Regions from separate parts of the Triticum aestivum genome. Here region 2 is linked to region 1. A link is a contact called in public Hi-C data. All regions are on one chromosome and are shown on one strand. The core of a region is the stretch at or near the end of the contact, and the rest is flanking DNA. Distances in the headings are between cores, read along the strand shown. Region 1 holds the start of LOC123127719 (ubiquitin carboxyl-terminal hydrolase 19). Region 2 has its middle 15 kb from the start of LOC123127723.

Region 1 (4,737 bases), core at 452-2,951:
GGCGCACGCGGAGGAGGCGCGGGGTTGGCGGGCGCTACTGACACCGGAGCAGCGGCTCGACTCCGCCCCGTTGGTTCGCCTTCGAGCATGAGGAGGCCAGACGTCCGTGACGTCTCGCATGGCTCCCGACCAGCGCCCCTCGTCGTTAGCGATGAGGACAAGGAGGTGGAGGCCGCCTACCAGGTAGCCCTGGCGGCTGTCCTATAGGAAAGCGAGGAGGAGCGGCGCAGAGAGGAGGGGGAGGAGGAGGAGGAGGATGCGGCGTACGAGGCGCGCCTGGCAGAGGTCATGGCTCTGTCCGTGGTCGTGACTGCGTTGTGCCGCCGCTGGTCCCGCCATCCCCAGCCAAGCTGGAGCCGGAGTCGACCCGCATCGAGCGCTACTCCTGGACCGGGGTAGTGCGCGAGTGGGTCAGCGCGCCACCGGTGTGGTTGGGGGCAACGCCGGCACAGGAGTAGGCGTACCTCGAGCAATGACGCCAACAAAGGCTGACCAAGGAGCACCGCGAGGACGAGTACCTCGAAATGCTCGAACGCGACGCCGACGAAGAGCGTCGTGAGGCAGAGGAGGAGGCGCGCCTTGCCCAGCAGGCGGCGGCACAATCCCCGTTGTACAACATCGCCAGGCTCTGGAACACGATGTTCCCTTGGGCCGGCCCGGCGCCAACGCTGATCGACTTCACCGGCCCTGACGGCGAAGAGGACGACGCCTAGGCAACGCGCCGCCTAGTAGCCTTGTTAGTTAATGTAATGTAGACGCGTGGACTCTAGCCGGCCTTTGTGGCCGGCATTAACGTTTAATTAATATTTTTTTTCATTTTCATAATATTGGTGGTCTATTCTTTTCACGCGAACAAAAAAATAGGTCGGGCCAGCGTTGGATGCACGAGCTGACTCAAACACGGAAGCAGATATGGGTGTCCGTCTGGCCGACCCAAACAAACAAAAAATAAACAAAATTACCGTTCATTTGAGTCTGATTAAAGTTTCTCTTACATAAAATTAAAGTTGACTAGGTTGGAGCCTCACTACCGGACACACGAGCACGCGTGTGACCAACTCCTGTAGCACGCACGCCGGATGGACCGGCAGATCAGACTATGCATCTCTCGGTTGTCCCCACTCCCCACCCCAGAGCAGACGGTGGGGAGGCAGCCTGTATCTGAGCCAACCTCGGATGGCAAGGGGCGGAGAGCTTCTTCGGGAGCGCCCTCGTGTCCTCCACCGCGAACGGGTTCACGGGTGCTGGGTTTGTTTTGCGCGCGCATGACCGAACCGCCTGCTCGCCACGCCAGTGTTTTGGTTAGCATCCGCCGACGAGCCATTAAAGGCCTGCTCTCTGTAGCAAGGTCTTAACCTTCGGCTTTGTTTTTAGGGGTTGCTCGTTTGCTTTGTGTGATCGTGTAACGAACTTCCATCTTCCAGATTTGATGCGCCCAGTTTTTGTAGACTAACGGTACTCACGAAAAATATCAGATGAGGAGGATGGGATACATCTGTAATCTATGACTAGCTGCACATGAGCTCTATCTAGTGCAGCGCCGCGTAAAGTTATGAATAGCTGCACATGTTCCCGAAAACATGGGATGATTTAGATCAGCATGATGTCACCCTACTTTTATCATTCAGAAAAAAGTAAGCCAAAATTTCAGCGATTTGACCACACAGGGTCCCCGCGCCCCCCCCCCCCCCCCCGGCGCGCTCTACTGCGGCATTGCCTGCTACAAGGCATCGTTAAGCATCAGAATAGCAGAGAGGGATTGAGCGCCACAAGGAGAAGAGGAAAGATAAGCGCGGCGGCGCCGCCGCCACACCCAACCCTCCCGCCGGTAAGCCTCTCTTCTCCTCCAGTTTCTCCTGTTCCGCTCCTCCCGCAATAAAAAAACCTCCACTATATCGACGGCGCTGTCAGTCCATCACCACCTAAGCCCAACGCTGCGATGTCGCGTGCTTCCTCCACTCCGCCCGGCCACTCTGTCGGCGCCGGCACTGCCACCTTCGTCTCCTGACTTCTCCGCTGGGTCTGCACCCTTCTCCCTGGGCGGGCAAGGAGAAATCTCAACTTTCTACTACCACGGAAAGGGCGGCTTAGGCCCCGTCTACAAGGTCACGGGTCCGGGCGTCGATGGCAACTCCCGCTCTCTCGCACCTTGCCGCCGTGAGGCAAGCTATAGCTTTCACTGCAAATTTACACTCCAGTTATTAGTACTCTGCCGCCGTGGAGTAGTAAACTTGCGACCTGGCTTCTTCAGCGGCCTTACACAGGCTGCCGAGCCTTCCCCGCCGTCGCCTTTCGGGCCGTTCCGAGCCCTCCTTCCTGATTTGGATGGAGTGTAAATTACTGCTCCCTATAGTTGGCTCTGCGAGTCGTTTTTGCGTCTGATTTGTTCGTCTTGTGGTGCTCCAAAATGATGTTTCGGCATTTCCAGCCAGAAAAAAGCGCTGAGAGCATTCCAACGCGAGAAAGGTTGTGCTCGTCCAAAATCTGGCAGCGCCAACCCCGATGGCAGTCTCTTCCAAGAAATTTCTACTACGCCGCCGATTACAACAAAACATTTTTAAGCTCCATAACATGATTTCGCCCTCTGGAGCGTCGCACGCTTCGCTGCTAAGCTTGGCTCTTCAACTTTTCTCCCCGAAGGATGTAAAGATCCTTTTTTCGAGGGGAGCGCGTAGAGATCCACATATATGCGCAATGTCACATGGCTTTGATCCGTGTTAATCTTTTATTTGACATGTTTGATCCATGTTAATGTGGACAGAACCATGGGATAAATTAACTTTTGTTACCAGTTTCTTCTTTTGTACTAAGATGAAATAGAGTCATGATTGGAGTTTGTTTGTTTTTTCCTACCTTCAAGAGTAACAGCAGATCAGCTCCCAAGAAGGCTAGGGTTCAAGCCACCTCTTCTTCGGGAGAGTATAATCTGAAGGTTTTATTCTTCACACACTCCTTTCTGATTACTAGCTTAAAGTCTTGATTCTGTCTGTCTCTCTCTCTCTCTCTCCCTCTCTCTCTGGAGTATGTAATTTTCTGTTTACCAGCATAAGAACCTGTCAACCCTTGTTCTCACTCATCTCCCTCTCCGATACAAGACATTGCATATTTGTACTACATATAAAAATGTAGAATGCGCTCAAGGTGGTTTGATCGCTGGACTGCAGACTGCTCCTGGCGCTTGTAGGCTGGAGTAGCTTCCTTTCCTTCCTTGTATTGAAAACTTAGCTATATGCATGTTTGGTGCAACTGTATTAAGTAGTTGGAGGTGCTTTGAACTTTAGAGCTCTTTTTCTAGTTAGTAGCCTCATGAACATGCTCTGCATGCTGTTATGCTTGCTCTGGTTTCGTTAATGAAATGGAACCTTTTGCCCTCCTTATAGTCTAAAAATAAAAAATGTAGACCCTCTAACAATAAATGTAAAATACCCCAAGTGTTCCAATGTTCAACTTTGAGGATAAAAATCATACTGTACTCACACAAGAATCAAGTATTACTTTTATAACTTGCAATGTCCATATCCAATCGAAAAAAGATGTTACCAAACAAAACTGACCTATTGCCCCTTTGGCTATAGCAAGGCCTTGAACTCGGGCGTTCAGACCCGACGAATATCCTTTTTTTAGTCAATCCAGAATATCAGTGCATTCAAACATAATCATTTTTTTGACATTTCATTAATACATTTGGATTTATTATCATAGATAGTGTTTGAGATCCAAGTGATAGTATCAGGGCAGACTTAGCTATTGTTCCGGAAAAATGGCTTCTCATTTGGTCAATAAGTAGTACAATAATGTGTGGATTGTGTGATACAAAATACCTTTTTTTTGCGTGGATAAATAATACTTGTTGTTCCGTTCCAGTTTAAAAGCACTACCTGATCCTTGTGTGACTACGGGCGAAGTTTTCCACAAGATTTTTATGATCAATGTTGAACATTGGAACACGATCGTTTATTTTGTGGGGAGGGCGTAGAGATCCACTTGTATGTGTAATGTCACACTTCCGTGTTAATCTTTTAGTTGGCATGTTTGATCCATGCTAAGGTGGACAGTACCGTAGGATTAATTAACTTTTGCTAGCAGTTTCTTCTTTTGTACTAAGATGAAATAGAGTCATGATTGGAGTTTGCTTGTTTTTCTCTACCTTCAAGAGTAACAGCAGACCAGCTCCCAAGAAGGCTAGGGTTGAAGCCGCCTCTTCTTCGGGACAGTCTAAACTGAAGGTTTTATTCTTCACGCACTCCTTTCTAATTACTAGCTAAGAGTCTCTCTCTCTCTCTCTCTCTCTCTCTCTCTCTCTCTCTCTCTCTCTCTCTCTCTCTCTCTCTCTCTCTCTCTCTCTCTCTGGAGTATGTAATTTCTGTTTACCGGCATAAGAACCTGTCAACGCTTGTTCTCGCTCATCTCCCTCTCCGATACAAGACATTGCACATTTGTACCACATATAAAAATGTAGAATGCGCTCAAGGTGGTTTGATCGCTGGACTGCAGACTGCTCCCGGCGCTTGTAGGATGGAGTAGCTTCCTTTCCATGATTGAAAACTTAGCTCTATGCAATTTTGGTGCATCTGTAATAAGTAGCTGGAGGTGCTCTGAACTTTTGAGCTCTTCTTCTAGTTAGTAGCTTCATGAACATGCTCTGCATGCTGTTACGCTTGCTCTGGTTTCGTTAATAAACCCGGGGGGCTTTTGCCCTCCTTATAGTCTAAAAATAAAATGTAGATCCTTTAACGA
Region 2 (5,099 bases), core at 962-3,461, 600 kb before region 1:
CATATTTGGGGCCAACCAAACTGTGTAGCCATCTGTCATCTTGGAAGTCTCCAGACGAGCTCGTGCCCAAGAAGCTCCGGTGTCAGGATAGAACGGTAATACATGCCTGTGCTTTAAATATATGTTTAAACCATAAAATTGATTTGTTCCTTTCAATGGTATGTCAACATGCATTTCCAAGTATATGCACTACATGTTGCTATCAAATGACTCACTTCTAATGCATTGCTTCTTAGCTGAATATATGTTTGTTTGTTATACTTTTTTCCTTAGAAACTACTGTTCTCAAGTGGAGAGTGGAGACATGATTGTAAAGGTCATCCCTTGTAATCTCAACTAAAATAAGCGGATGTCTAGCTGATGTTGGCATACATGGAAATTCGTCTTGTCTTTTATTGGTTAACACCCAATAGGCTTCACCAAATTGTTTTGAATTTTGCTTTTATACATCAACTAGATGATTGTCATTATATTTAATTGGCAACATCATGTAAACCCTGTGTACAAGAAAAATCTTAGAAAACTCAGGTGGCAGTTAGCTATGAAGTATATCCATTTTATTACAACTTGCTTATGATGTACTATACTTGTCCAACACAAAACTCAAACTCACAACACAGGTACCTAAATCATATTTGTAAATCAACATCAGAAAAGAAAAGGAAAAAACAATTGGTTCCAACAAACAGGTCGAGCAGCTCACGCCGCTTGCAGCTATTTCTTTGGGTACATTTTCATGCTTCATCAGGATAGGGGGAGGCATCACCATTCACCAAGTCTATGTATCTTTCCCAAGCCAGGCAAAGATGAAGTCTCGTCTTTTTTTTTTAGAAACGATGTCTCATCTTGTTGATGCACGTGAATTTCATGTGCATGCTTACTAGTGTTTGAAAGTTGTGCATGTGCATGTGTTTTTGTTTCTTGATACACGCTTCCATGAGCTGAACTAAGACTACCCACAATGAAAGTAATATAGGTAGTAACATCACACATATCTAGATAAAATAGATGATGTGGCAAGCAATAAATAAAGATAAAGAGCCGTGTGATAACATAGCTATTTACTACTAGTATGAGTAATATCACACATATCAAGGCAAGATGAGTCTATAGCCTAATAAATAAAGTGTTGCATGTTATCACACATATGTTACTCCCCACTATAGATGTAGTAACATAGAGTAGTAACATGCCCATGTTACTACTTTATGTTATTACCCATTGTGGCTAGTCTCTAATGCGGATCACCAAAACATGTCATTCAATGTTTGTACACATAGAAGGAGTTCAAAATCTCATAAATTGATAGCAAATAGGGGGAGTTTGAGAGAATTCGCACGATATGTGAACACCGCCAACTCAGCCGGTGAACACATCCGAAGTGTCCGCGGACATTTAGCGCTGCTTGTCACAGATGCATGTAGCGCTAGCATGAGTTAGGTTAACCGTCACTAGCTGTCTAAAACTTAAAGTGCGTGCGTCATGCCTTACGTCAGTCTAAGCAAATCGATGGTTCTGGTGTGCGGTACTCGATTGCGACCCTTTGTGAGGCAACTAAAATGCATTTGGTTGGCGGATAAGCTTGAACCACAGCTTGGAGACAGCTATCTGGTTGCTTGGAGGACAGGATACACAGAAGGTGCCCAGCCAGGGACCAAACATTGTCCTCTTCTTAACAACGACGGTTATACTCCTAATTAGTAATTTTTAATAAGCTGATCATCGATGAATATTACAACAAGGCTACTGCTCCTCCGCCGAGCGTAATAAGCCGCGATCGTTAGTTTTACTACTTTTACACATTTGCCACTACTGTCCTCTCAAAGCTATGCGACCGCGTCGGTGGCGTAAAGAACGAAAGCACCCTCACATGTCTGAGAAGATACGTGCACATCCATATAGTTCACGCAAGAATATGCGCTCGCCCGTCCACCGCACCGCCTTTTCAGGCCACGATCAGTCCACCACACTACCCTTGCCTAGCGCTCCAGCCGCACCACGCTGCCGTACGACTCACAAAAGCAAAACCGGCCGGGACAGGCGCACCGGCCACGTACGTACGGCACGGCTTATATAATTGCCCGCTCGTATCAAACGCCTCGCCGTCACCGTTAAATCGCCGCGACGGGGACGGCCGGGACGGGACAAGACGGCCCGTCACACGCGGCCACCGTCGCGGACGCGTGGGCTCGCCCTATTGGCTCAGACCCGTCACGGACACCGACGTGCCGGCCCGCGATTGGTGGTGGCGCCCGGCCGTGCTTTGGGCGCCCGGAAAGGGTCCGCGCGGGACGGCCGCAGGGCTCCCCGAAAGGCCGTTACGAATGGGGCCGTTACTGTTGGCCCACTCACTCACATGGCCAGTCGGGCATTGGCGCATCTGCTTATCGCCATTAATCCTCCGCCCGAGGCGGGCCCCACCGAATTAAAGCCGTCTGCGTCGAGGTGTCTCGCGTCCCCCCACCAGCCACCAGACGAGGCAGATCAACAGAGTCAAGTTGCAATAAACAACCTTGTTTTTGTTAGCAGACGGACAACAATGTCATTAGCTACCACCCAGCCAGATTCCCTCGTATTTTAATCTGGTGGTTGCAGCGCAATCTCCTCTTGTCTTGTATACACACACTAGACGTACCCGTCGACGCAGATCTTTTCTAGAAGGCTGTCTTACCTGATGAACGAATTGCAAAAAAAAAAAAAAAAAATCTTACCTGTTGAACTGAATGTAAAACGTAAATAGTCCATGCTTACTCCTGCACTCAGAAACTTCAAATGGAGCAACAGAAGTCATATGTCGTGTTGCTGACTGTGAATGCTATTTTGTGTGTACTATGGCCTGGTGCTCTGTTTCACCCTCAGTCATATCATATTTTCCTGGATCGTTCTTTGGTTAAAACGTTTGGTTGCTTGAATTTTCCAGCTGTATTATTAGGGCTGCATCATTGGTTAATGGGCCCCAGTTGCCACTCAAACACGTACTGTACACCTGTAGAAGCATCAGCACTAGATAACCTCGCCATTAAGCGAGAGTGGCCCGCAATCAACAGATGTTGAGGGCGATGTTTGACGGTATCCTTAATCCATGTCCTCTTTTCCAGTTTTTTTTCTCCAAGAAAATCCTGCTAAAAGGAACGGAAATGCTGTGCAGACGATGGATCGATCGCACGACAGTTGGACGATGCCACATCCAGCCGTTCACTGGACTTCGATGACATGCATGGACGACCTGATGTGCAGCGTCGTGCACAAATCGTTCGCGCATCGTCGTCTGCGTAGCAGCGCTCTAAAAGGAATCCTTGCCTCGCTCCAACCAATGTCTATCGCTACCCCTATTGCACGCACCCCAGAGCACTCTACGAACTTGATTCCATCCCTGCCCCCAGTTCAGGAGGAATATTCGTTCTCTCTTCTGCTCCTCCGTCCCACAGAACATAATGTGGTATTTGACAAAAAAAAATATCATATTAGGAGTTACCGTCCCACAAAACTACCATTTAAAAAAAATGATCGATAACTACTAATTTTTTTTAATTTTGTGACTAAAAACTACCACTTTTGAAAAATGATCCGCTTAGACGATTTAGACACGTTTATGACATGCGGGACCCACCCATCAGGGCTGACGTGGTGGCAAAGTCAATTCTGTTTACTTTGACCGTTACATTGACCGTTATTACAAGTGGGGTCCACCTGTCAGCATCACTCTTCTTCTTCCTTCTCCTCCTTTCTCTCTTTGCCATTCCCTCAAACACCTTGTGTGCACCCGCGAGCTACCTCCGCCATCCTCCGCTGCCGGCGCTCACCTCTCCTCATGCCTCGATCCTGTCTGGAAAGGGAGAGCCCGAGCTGCCCAACCACTCCGGCGACCACCTCTCCCCCTCGCGTCACTCCGACGAGGTCACCTCTGCCGGCGACAACCGCCACCGGCATGCACGAACCAACCTAGCTAATACTCGCCTTGGTTCGAGCTCCCACATGAGCTCCTGGGGTGCTTCGTCGCCCGCCTCCTGCTCCTCCATGCAAGTGCAGCCGGCCCACACGGCCACGGTGCCGGACGCCGCCGAACTCGTGCGCCTTGTCGAGGAGCTGGAGGAGGCTCTGCCTTGGTCCGAGCTTCCACATGAGCTCCTGGGGCTCCTCGTCGCCCACCTCCCGTACTCCGTGCAGGTGTAGCCGGCGCGCGCGGCCACGACGCCGGGCGCCGCCAAGCTTGCGCGCCTCGTCGAGGAGCTGCATGACCGTGAGTCTTGCCCGCGCCCCGAGTTGCTCGAGCACAAGATCCTCAAGGAGGCCGTCGTCGAGGAGCTGCGTCCGGTGGTGGCGCCAAGGGCCTCGGAGGAAATTCTGTCAGCTTCGGCGGCCGCTTCCATAGTTCCAGTCGCCGTGGTTGCGCCGCCGTTCCAGTCCCCAACCAATGCTAGGGAGGTGTTGCGCCGGGGTGTCGTCATGGAGGTGTTCGAAGCTCAAGCCCTGGTGCACAACAAGTGTTCGAGGAAATGGCAAAGAGAGAGAGGAGGAGGAAGAAGAAGAGTGATGCTGACAGGTGGGCCCCACTTGTAATAACAGTCAACGTAACGGTCAAAATAAACGGAGTTGACTTTGCCGCCACATCAGCTCTGACGGGTGGGCCCCGCATGTCATAAATGTGTTTAAATCGTCTAAACTGGCCTTTTTTCAGAACTGGTAGTTGAAAGGATTGATATGGTTGACTAGAGGGGGGGTGAATAGGCAACTAATAATTTTTAGCTTTCTTTAACAATTTAAACTTTGCATCAAAGTAGGTTGTCTAGATATGCAACTAGGTGAGCAACCTATATGATGCAACGAGGATAGGTACACAAGCAAGCAAGAGATATGAAACAAGTAAGCTTGCTCAAATAAAGGCACGAGATAACCAAGAGTGGAGACGGTGAAGACGAGGATGTGTTGACGAAGTTCCTTCCCTTTGAGAGGAAGTACGTCTCCGTTGGAGCGGTGTGGAGGCACAATGCTCCCCAAGAAGCCACTAAGGCCACCGTATTTTCCTCACACCCTCACACAATGCGAGATGTCGTGATTCCACTATTGGTGCCCTTGAAGGCGGCGACCGAACCTTTACA

The links. A called contact is a pair of places that touch in the nucleus more often than the background predicts.
Region 2: a Hi-C map of leaf shows a contact between it and region 1, with 4 times the contacts expected there. The contact joins the enhancer-like site here to the promoter of LOC123127719 in region 1. A contact is called at or near these places in 2 of 5 Hi-C or Micro-C datasets (both in leaf).

The regions. Positions count from the first base shown.
Region 1 is chr6A:422,242,701-422,247,437 of IWGSC CS RefSeq v2.1, reverse strand. LOC123127719 (ubiquitin carboxyl-terminal hydrolase 19) reads left to right here and starts at 1,701. Exons shown (of 16, transcript XM_044547535.1): 1 at 1,701-1,828; 2 at 2,861-2,932; 3 at 4,155-4,226.
Region 2 is chr6A:422,842,848-422,847,946 of IWGSC CS RefSeq v2.1, reverse strand. No RefSeq gene overlaps it. Among protein-coding and RNA genes, the nearest start is that of LOC123127723, 15 kb to the right of the region's middle. Within about 2 kb of position 2,211, at least 8 of the 8 cell types and tissues checked have an H3K27ac peak or open chromatin away from gene starts, as enhancers often do. A contact at or near this core is called in leaf, where this site is marked.